2 separate regions of the Mus musculus genome follow, and region 2 is linked to region 1. A link is a contact called in public HiChIP or PLAC-seq data. All regions are on one chromosome and are shown on one strand. The core of a region is the stretch at or near the end of the contact, and the rest is flanking DNA. Distances in the headings are between cores, read along the strand shown.

The links. HiChIP or PLAC-seq counts read pairs in DNA pulled down with a chosen protein or histone mark.
Region 2: a contact with region 1 is called in an H3K27ac HiChIP or PLAC-seq map of embryonic stem cells, with 9 read pairs. The contact joins two enhancer-like sites. A contact is called at or near these places in 18 of 484 Hi-C or Micro-C datasets (the C10 cell line, the N1E-115 cell line, bone marrow-derived macrophages and 8 more) and 6 of 115 datasets of contacts at active chromatin or transcription factors (embryonic fibroblasts, embryonic stem cells, intestinal villus epithelium and 1 more).

Annotation. Positions count from the first base shown.
Region 1 is chr5:64,429,943-64,434,517 of GRCm38.p6, forward strand. No RefSeq gene overlaps it. Among named protein-coding and RNA genes, the nearest start is that of Gm31363, 20 kb to the right of the region's middle. Within about 2 kb of position 1,934, at least 43 of the 459 cell types and tissues checked have an H3K27ac peak or open chromatin away from gene starts, as enhancers often do. A contact at or near this core is called in colorectal tumor organoids, embryonic stem cells and intestinal villus epithelium, where this site is marked.
Region 2 is chr5:64,498,067-64,502,641 of GRCm38.p6, forward strand. It overlaps Gm52815 (a long non-coding RNA gene), which reads left to right. Exons shown (of 3, transcript XR_003955927.1): 2 at 1,733-1,917. Among named protein-coding and RNA genes, the nearest start is that of Gm52815, 4.6 kb to the left of the region's middle. Within about 2 kb of position 2,520, at least 67 of the 459 cell types and tissues checked have an H3K27ac peak or open chromatin away from gene starts, as enhancers often do. A contact at or near this core is called in colorectal tumor organoids, embryonic stem cells and intestinal villus epithelium, where this site is marked.

The DNA.
Region 1 (4,575 bases), core at 684-3,183:
ATAAATTCAATATCCCACCACTTATCTCAGGTTCTTAGCCATGAGATCCATGAGCGCATAATTGACCTGGCTTGGAGCTTTCCTGCCTGATGGGTGGGAGAAGAAGGAGGGAACCAGGTGGGCCTGGATCCTGATTATAATAAGGCGTATAGCTCTTCCCTGTCTAATTACTTCAGCACTTACTTAAGCTCTCATCATATGTTAATGAACATCACGCTTGTCTAAGAAAACAACCTTTAATTAAATGGGGCTGATTTCTTTCGAGTCTGAATACAAGCAGAGGTTAAAAAAAAAAGAAAAGGAAAAGAAGGAATAGTTATCAACCTGATGCTCAACAAGTCCTTCAGCCTTTTGGAACCTTGCACTTCAGCTGAGTTTGTCTTAATAAGTGTGGATGGGCAATGCTTCAGTTGGTACAAAAGAGGAGTGCTTTGAGACAGTGCTTTGGGGTCGGAGGCCTTTCTCTTCTACTCTGGAGTCTGTGGGAACCACCTGGGGTCCCTGAAAGTTTTGCTCTAGACCTGGTTGCAGATGTGACCTCTGCATTGCTCTGGGCAGGAACCTCCATGAAAGGGTCAAACCTTGCTGGATGCTCCTGACCTGTTTCTTCTTATGGTGGAGCACTGGGTGCGGCTGCGAAGGAAAACAATTTCATCTTGATGAACCAGAATGGCCAGTTGGTGTGAGCAGGGTGGGTCCCTGCTTGCTGTTCCCAGAGCCCCAAGGCAAGAGCCTGGAGTCACATTTTATCTCCGGCTTCTGACCTGGGGTCAGGGTGCCAATAAACCAGGTTGTTTTGGCCACACCCTGTGATGTATTTGTCTGATGGGAATGTGGTTCTGAAACCAGTAGATGGTGGCCTTTGTTCAGTGGTGGCTGGAGGCTGCTTTTCTTTCTTAGAGTTGAAAGAGTTGCAGGCTGCATTCCCCCAGAGAATTAGAAAAAGAAATGTTCTGAAACAAATGATGCTCCCATGGAACACTTATTCTTTAATTCCCACCAGCCTCCACCCAGTGCTCTGTGAGTTTTGGTCCAGAAATGGCTCCTGTCTGTCCCCACCATCTCTATCAGTGCTAGGATCTGCATGGATGCTTAGAAGTGTGCTAGGCCTGCCTGCTGGTCTCCGGGTCCCCATGTCTGTCCAGTACCCTGCCTTGTCTCCTGTCCTGGTTTTCAGGAACGCTTTCCCCTGGCCTAGCATGTGTGACCCTGGAGAAGGGATTGCAAAGCCAGTCTGGATAATTCTGAGTAACTCAGTAAATGAGCTTCATTTCAGATGGAGGTGGGAGACAGCAAACATGAATCCTGCTGCAGCCCAGCCTGGTGTGGGTCCACCAGACAGGTGCCAATCAAAAGAAGGATCTTTCCAAGTCGAACCTGTTTTGGAAAATAGGTCTATTCACAGCATACAAGACAGATGCTCCAAGAAACGCTTTACTTTAATCAGGTAGTCACCTGCTCTGTTTCTCACTGTTAGTCTAATGGAAGACTGCACCTTTCTGAGTTTCAAGTCCTGCTTCTAAAAAAACTGGGCTGGCCAAAATTATTGGAAGAGCGAGGCACGGTGCTATGTGAGTGCTATGTGAGGGGACTGAGAGAATGCAGTGCAATGCGTAGGAAGGCTGCAGCCACTCTTGGATCTCTGTGGTGCCATTCAGACAGGGGTGCTGGGCCCAGACACAGAAAGGACACAGTACCCTTAGAGCCCAGTGAGAAGTCAGATAAGATCTGGCCGTTCAACTTGGGTTTGGGACGCAGAAGGCTGGAGGCACCAGACAGTGCTGCAGGAGCTCAGCCGAGGGCAGCCGGAACCTGGTTTGACTTGAATTTCTTCCTTCTGTTTTGTTATTGCTGATAGCTTTGTGTTTGCTGGCCACTGTTGGAATCATGGGTGTAACTGGGTGGGGCAGGTGAGGCCAGAGGCCAGGTGCAGCCTGGCAAAGAAGTAGAGGGAGGTGTAGGGTGTGGTGTGCAGGGCCCTGACTTCTCTAAGCAGCTATAGGGAGCTCCTTCCCGGAGGCAAGACGCCTTGTCAGGCACTGAAGCAAGGCTGGGGTGCTTGCTGCCTCTGTGACTTTCCTCCTCCTCCTGCAGCCAGGTCTAGGGAGGAACAAGTTGTCTTCAGCATGGGATAACAGCAGTTGTGGGGTTGCTGAGTACCTCTTTCTTTCCCCGTGTCCTCAGGCTGTTTCGAGCGCTCTTGCTGGCTTGCCACCTGGCTGCCATCTTGTTATCATGAACGTTTCCCACTGGTGGCTTTTACTTTGGGGTGATTCTGTAGATGAAGTACTTGTAGGACTGAAGTCTCAGAGACTTGGGATTTGGAGCCAAGCGAAGGAATGGCAGATATGGATGGCATAGGGAGAGGTCATGAACACGGGTGGGACAGGGTCCATGAACACAGCGGGTGGGGGGTGGAGTTTGCACGCATGAATGCAGGTTTGTGAACATGGATAGAATAACAGTTTGTGAATATGAACGGGATAAAGTTTGCAGTCACGGATGAGACAGAATTCATGGATGTAGAAGAGAAGGATCTCGTGGACAGAGAGATGGAGGAGTTTGCAGACATGGACCAAGTCCATGAACATGAATGGTAAGTCGTTCAAGGACATGGATATAGAGTTTCACTCATTCTCCAGTTGGATGTAGCAGCCAGCATCAGAACGAATCCACGTGGGGCCCTTACCTATCCTCCTCCTGCTGGTTGCAGGCTTTTCTCTTTCCCTAGCCCACCTCTGGCTACCTCTCTCAGTGCAACCTCTGTTGTCCCCTTAAGCCCCCAGCATCAGTGATGGAACCCAGGACTTTATGCATGCTTGGCAAATGCTCTGCCACAGAGCCACCTCCCAGGACACCTTGATATTTACTTTTTCAGGAGGTGGCAGACTAGTGTGTTAATAGAAGCCTTAGCTCCTTTGGTATCCCTAATGTTTGGTGCATGGGAGGAGCAGGGCAGGGTGCAGTCTATATTTGTTAGACTGAAGAAATAGAAAGATGACAACTGACCTTCCTCAATGTACCAGATGGTACTGGAACAGAATTTGGAGATGAGAGACTACGGGTCATATATAGTCTTCCTGGATTGGTCTTGGATTAGAGACACTGACCTAATTTATACCTTAAGACTGTGTACATGAAGGCTTGTCCTTAGAAGCAGCGTATGTTAACACAATAACAAGGGCTAGCAAGATGGGTCAGCAGGTAATGCAGTATAAGACTGATGACCTGAGTTTGAGCCTTGGAACCCATGTACAAAAAGCCATATGTGGTGGCATGCCTTTGTAATTCCAGTACTCCTACAGTGAGAGAGTGAGCAGAAACAGGAGGATTCCCTGGAAGCCCATGGGCCAGCTAGTTTGGAATGTACAACAAAACAGGACCAAGAGAGACTCTGTCTCTGTAAGGCAGGAGAGAATGGATTCCTGGAAGTTATCCTATGACCCCACCCCCAGGAGCACCACAATACATGTGTGCCTGCCCGCACACACAATGATAAAAATAAATCAATAATGAACAATAGAAAATAGAGTACATGTGGGTAGTATGAGTAACATACTATTCTATAACATATTCTGGTCCTATGTGTGTATGTGTATATGTGTGTGGTGCTAGGGATGAACCCAGGGCTTTGAAAATGCTTGTGAAGCAAGTGTGCTACTCTTGAAGTTATACCCTAGCCGTTTTACAAACTTCTTATTTTGAGACAGGATCTCTCTCTCAGTTGGACAGAGAGAATTGTGAAGTGGAAATTTTTGGTTTGCTTGATAACTCAATTGTGTCACATGATGTTTTTCTGAAAACAGATGCTTGAGAGGGCACACCATGTTTAAAAAAAATTATATAAATGGAACCCCACCAACAGAAAGGACATTCTTGAATTGCTACACCATGCGACACTTTGGTCTTTGCTGGTCTTCACTTCATGGAGAGATGCACACCAAGGAACTTCTTGTGTATTCCAGTTGATTCCAGTTGATTCCGGCTGCTTCTGATGACTTAGACTGATTTGGCAGAGCCTTGTCGTCTCTGCTGGGTCGAGCCATCACTACTGATTCATATTGGTAGTTTACTATTGAACTGGACTGCTGGCATCCTGACAATGAAAAATGGAATCGCCCCAAGAAATTATTTCTAAACAGGTCTAGAACACTCTTTTCCTATTAACTTCTTTTCTCCCTACCTCTGGTTGATGAATTAGAAGAGAGGTTGAAGTATTCAAGAACCCTAAATAAAACAGGTTTTGAAAAAAAAAAAGAAAAAATCTAAGCCTACAGAGATGGCCTGGAACTTGCTGCTTCCTCAGCCTTCAAAATAGCTGAGATTATGATCTTGTGCCATTGGTCCTGACAAATAATACTCTTTATAGAGGGACTGGCACTGGGATCTGAGACTTCTGAAGGTACAGTATGTAACACAAAGATAACTAAGTTTTGTTCAGACAGCTTCCCCCATTCAACTAGCAGTCCAGGAAATATTTGAGAAATTGATGGCATACAGAAACAACAATTCAATTTAAAAAGCTTCTTTGTGTGTGAGACATCATGTATTCTGAAAGAAGAGATTCTCTTTTAC
Region 2 (4,575 bases), core at 1,270-3,769, 69 kb after region 1:
TGGGGGGAAGATGATAGAGAAAGCCTTTCCTCTGTCCTCCTCTGGGGAGAATTCTGTGCGTCACCTCAGGTGTTCATCCAACAACATACATGAGCACACATTTCTTTCCCTTTGACTAAAATGAGAAAGTTTAAGACATGAAGTGTTCCTCAGGTAAACCTGTTCCCAGTCTATAAAAGAAGAGAGAGAAAGAAAAAAAAAAACCTGTCATCCACACCAGAGTTCTGTCTCAAAGCTTCCAGCCTCTTGGCAGAGTAAAGGTGCAGAGCCCCCCTCCCCACCAAGCTTGGGGAACCTCTTTTCTCATGTTCTTGAAAGGTTTAATTGGTCCCCTACCCCCCCCCCCATCTTGGCTTCTCTCTGATTGAAGGTAAAGACTAGGCAACTACGTCATTCTTCCAACCTGAGAAGGTTCTAGAATCTAGGCTCAAGACCAGCAATGGAGCAGAAGACTCAAGTTCCAGCCTTCATCCATTCATCGGTGTTGTTTTCTGGGTTTGAGGTTCCACGTTCAGGAAACAAGAGTGTTTATGCACTGGGTTGCCATGCTCACTGAAACATCTTCCCCAAACAATGAAATGTCAACTCAGTCCAACCACTAGATCTTAGCAACACCTCTACAGGAAATCCTGGGGTCAGAAGAACATGGTAGATGCCATCACAGGTGCACGATCAACAAATCTAAACCGTGAGAACTAGTGCAGGGCAAAGGGTTCACTTTCTTCATTCAACAAATAAATGGCATGGAAATGGGACCTGAATGTGGATTAGGGGTTTAAGAGGCTTGGCCAAATGTGATGTTTAAACGATTTCTATTCCAGTTTGTATAAACCAACTGTAAAAATACATGATGGAGCCAACCAGATACCTTAAAAGAGGTTGGCTCCTCAATTGCTATTGAAAGTCATTCCATTTTCTTTAGGGGTAACTCTGTGTATATGTCAGGGTTCTCTAGAGTTACAAAACTGATAGGATGAATGTATGATTGTCAGAGTGGCTATCAGGATGTGGTCTGAGTAGTCCAACAATGGATGGCTCTTGATGGAAAGGCCAAGGATCTGGTATTTGTTTGGTTCATGAGACTGCGTGTCTCAGTAGCCTCAGTATGGTGCTGGAGTCCCTGGAAGGCACTAGAGAGCTTCCGGTCTTCTGTCCACATTGGGATCTTGAAGATGTAGTTCTAACATCAGTGAAGAAATGGCTCAGGAACAGGACAGATGAACTTGAGGGTGAGGGCAAACATGCCAAAAAGCAAACGCTTCCTTCATCCATGCCCTTTTATGTGGGCTGCTATCAAAAGGTGTTGATCAGATTTGGGGTGAGTCTTCTGACTCAAGTGACCCAGATTTAGAGAGTCTTCCCACCTCAAATGATCCATTCAAGAAATCTCTCACAGGTTTACCACCTTGGTTGGATTTTAGTTGGTTACAGATGTGGTCAAATTGACAACCAAGATTAACCATCACACACTATATTGCTGTTACCATAGTCCTTTCTGGGATATATATTATTGTGTATATAATGGGATTTTATAATGCACAATAATACTTTACTTCAAAATAGTCCAATAGAAGGAAGAGTAGACAAGACTGACTTGTGATGATAATGATTGAAACTAGTAGATTAAATTCACGGGAATTTATTGCAATGTTTTATTTTTATTTTTTCCTTCCTTCCTTCCTTCCTTCCTTCCTTCCTTTCTTCCTTCCTTTCCTTCTTTCTCTTGAGTTAGGTCTCATGTTGCCCAGGCTAGCCTCCATCTCTGGATGTGTGGAAGGATGATCTTAAATTTCAGATCCTCCCACTTCTACCTCTCGAGTGTTGGAGTTACAGCCATGTACTGCCATAGTTGGTTACACAGTGATGGGGAATCAAACCAGAGCCTGATGCACGCTGGATATGCACTCTACAGCCAAGGTATATCACCAGTCCCATCAATATTTTCTTAAATTGTCTTTGAAATGCCCTGTCATCAAGAATTAAGGAATACAAAAAAAGTGGGTGTGGAGTAAGGAAACTACCAGAATCTTTCTCTTATTGGATCAACTAAACTTTGATGTATTTTCCTCACCTCTAGCCCTGAGGTAAACTTGTAGCACTGGTCTTGATACACAGTAAGTGCCCAGTCAGTGTCAGCTCTCTGATACAACAAAAGGTTACTCATTATTCTCTGAGTGGCTCTTCCCAACTAAGAGACACTGATTGCAGCCTGTCTTTTAAATCACAGCGTAGTCTTTGGGTTTTTTTGTTTCTACTTCTTCACATTGGACTTTCTGGAAACTTCCTCCAGTGTTCACCTCTCTTGGCCTAGGGCATCTGGACACTTTACCTGGGCAGCCAGGTGTCAGTCCCATAGGGCGTGTTGGACTCATTCCTGGATTGGCAGGTTTCTGATTTCTTCACCGGATCACTCCGGAGCTGGCTCTTTTTCCAGTGGCTTCCTGTCACCTGAAACGAGAGCTCACAGCTTCAGGAGGAAGGTAGAAATTTGAGGTGGAGAAGGGCGAGGCAGATGCAAGATGCAATTACATCCTGCCTCCTCCACCCCTCAACCGCCCCACCCTACGCCTGGGGAGAAGTCTAGAGTCAGGGTGGGGAGCTGTTTATCTCATCCCTGTTTCTCCCAGGCTGTGCAGTCTTGGACAAGGCACTTGACTTTACTCTGCCTTCTCGGTTATACAACAAATACCCACATTTTTCTTAGTTCAGAGCACAAACTGCAGGACTGGAAACCCAGCTCTGCTCTGTATTAACTTTGCCTTTTGGACCTCACTGTGGTGGGGTAAAATGGGAATTGAAACAGTACCCTCCTCTTGCAATGACTGCCACGCTGCAGTGGAATGGCATCTGGTAGGGATGCTCCCTGGGGGTTACTGTTACCATCTCCACCAAGACATCACTTTGTATCAAGTGCTGGGAGAGTTAGCTTGCAACCTCACTTCAGCCCTCCTTTCGGGCCTGTGTTGTTTCCATGTGAGCTCTGGCATCCCTCCATCAGGAATGGGAACAGCCAGGGAGTCCAGCAAGTGAGTCACAGACCAGGGTCGCACAAGGTCAAAGGCTGCTACACCTTTCCCAGTTTCAGCTCTTACCTTCCCTGGAAGGCCATTGTAAACTCTAGTACTTCTAAAGACAAGGGCTGCGGTGGGGTGAGTCAGAAGTGGAGCCAGAGAAGGAAAGCTAAGGACCTAGGGAACACCAGAGAGAGAGGTGGCCCTGAGACCCCTTGATTTTCCCTAACTTTGCCTAAGAACAAATAACCTAACCCTGACTACACTCACCACCTTCTCTGGGTCCCTTGAGGGACCCTGTGAGTGAGGAAGGTGGCTGAACAGTTTTGATTCCTCACAGTGGTGTGTTTCCTCCTTGTACTGAGAGAACTCAGCTCGCCAGCATTTTTGGCTTCTACTCACTCCTCATTCGGATGGAGCCCAGAAACTCGGGGCACCGGACTGGAACTCAAGAACTCTGGAAGGCCAGGATGACAGAAAAGTAATAGGTCTCTGCTTCTCAGAGTGTCCTAGGTCTCTGCTTCTCATGGTAACCGTCCAGTAGAAGCCTAGTGAAGAGATCTAACGAGGGTGGGCCAGGCGCAACCAGAGTTGTGGACCCAACTGAGGCTCCAAATCTACTTCTTAACTTTCAACCTCAGATCCGTTAATATACATTTATACACACACACACACACACACACACACACACACACACACACTCTGTCCCTCCAGTCCCAGAATATAGAATCATGGGGGGGGGGGCAGGGGGGAGCTACCAGCTGTTGTGCTTCTCCTCTGGGTGTTGAGAAAGATTTGGAACGGAATTGGCTCCATGGGGGATTTCCGGGAGCAGAATCCCTCCCTCCAGTGGCACTCAGCTCCTGTTTTCACCTTGTGAGGAGGAGGTGCAGGCAAAGCCACACCCAGCAACACAAATGGGTCTGAAGTGTTTGTCACAGCGTCCCAGGAAAGGTGCCAGGCCATATTTAACAGAAACAAAGAGAAAAAAAAAATTAATCCAAGGCCATCACACCCAAGGCCCGGGCAGACCTTAGAGAATAGTCTCTATCTCAAAGCGTAGGTAAAGAAAACCTGAGTCCAAGTCACAAGCAGTTTCATAGAATCTAGGCATAGAGGACTGTGACTGGAGGGAGAGCTTCCCTACCTGGGATTTTATAAAGATGAAAGATTTGTTGGAACCGCAGGGCCATTCTCCATAATGAAGACCATACTGTATTTCATATACAGAGGCCACAATGAGTGATCACACTCCGGGGTCTCACACTGCCTCCCTCGTGTCACACAGATGAGGAACGGGACATGTTCCCAGACTGGTGTGGCTTGGTTTTTCATGATAGAATGGTGTGAGGACAGCATTTTTGTAGGCAGGTGGACACAGTCAAAGGTACAAAGAGGTGACAGCGATGTCAGTTGTGTTCTCTTGAGAAATAGCTTTCGAGTCAGCCATGGTGGTACATGCCTGCACACCCAGCATTTTGGAGGTAGAGGTAAAAGGACTTCCAGTTCCAATCTGGTTTGAAACATCGACTAGGAGGCAGAGGCAGGTAGGTCTCTGTGAACG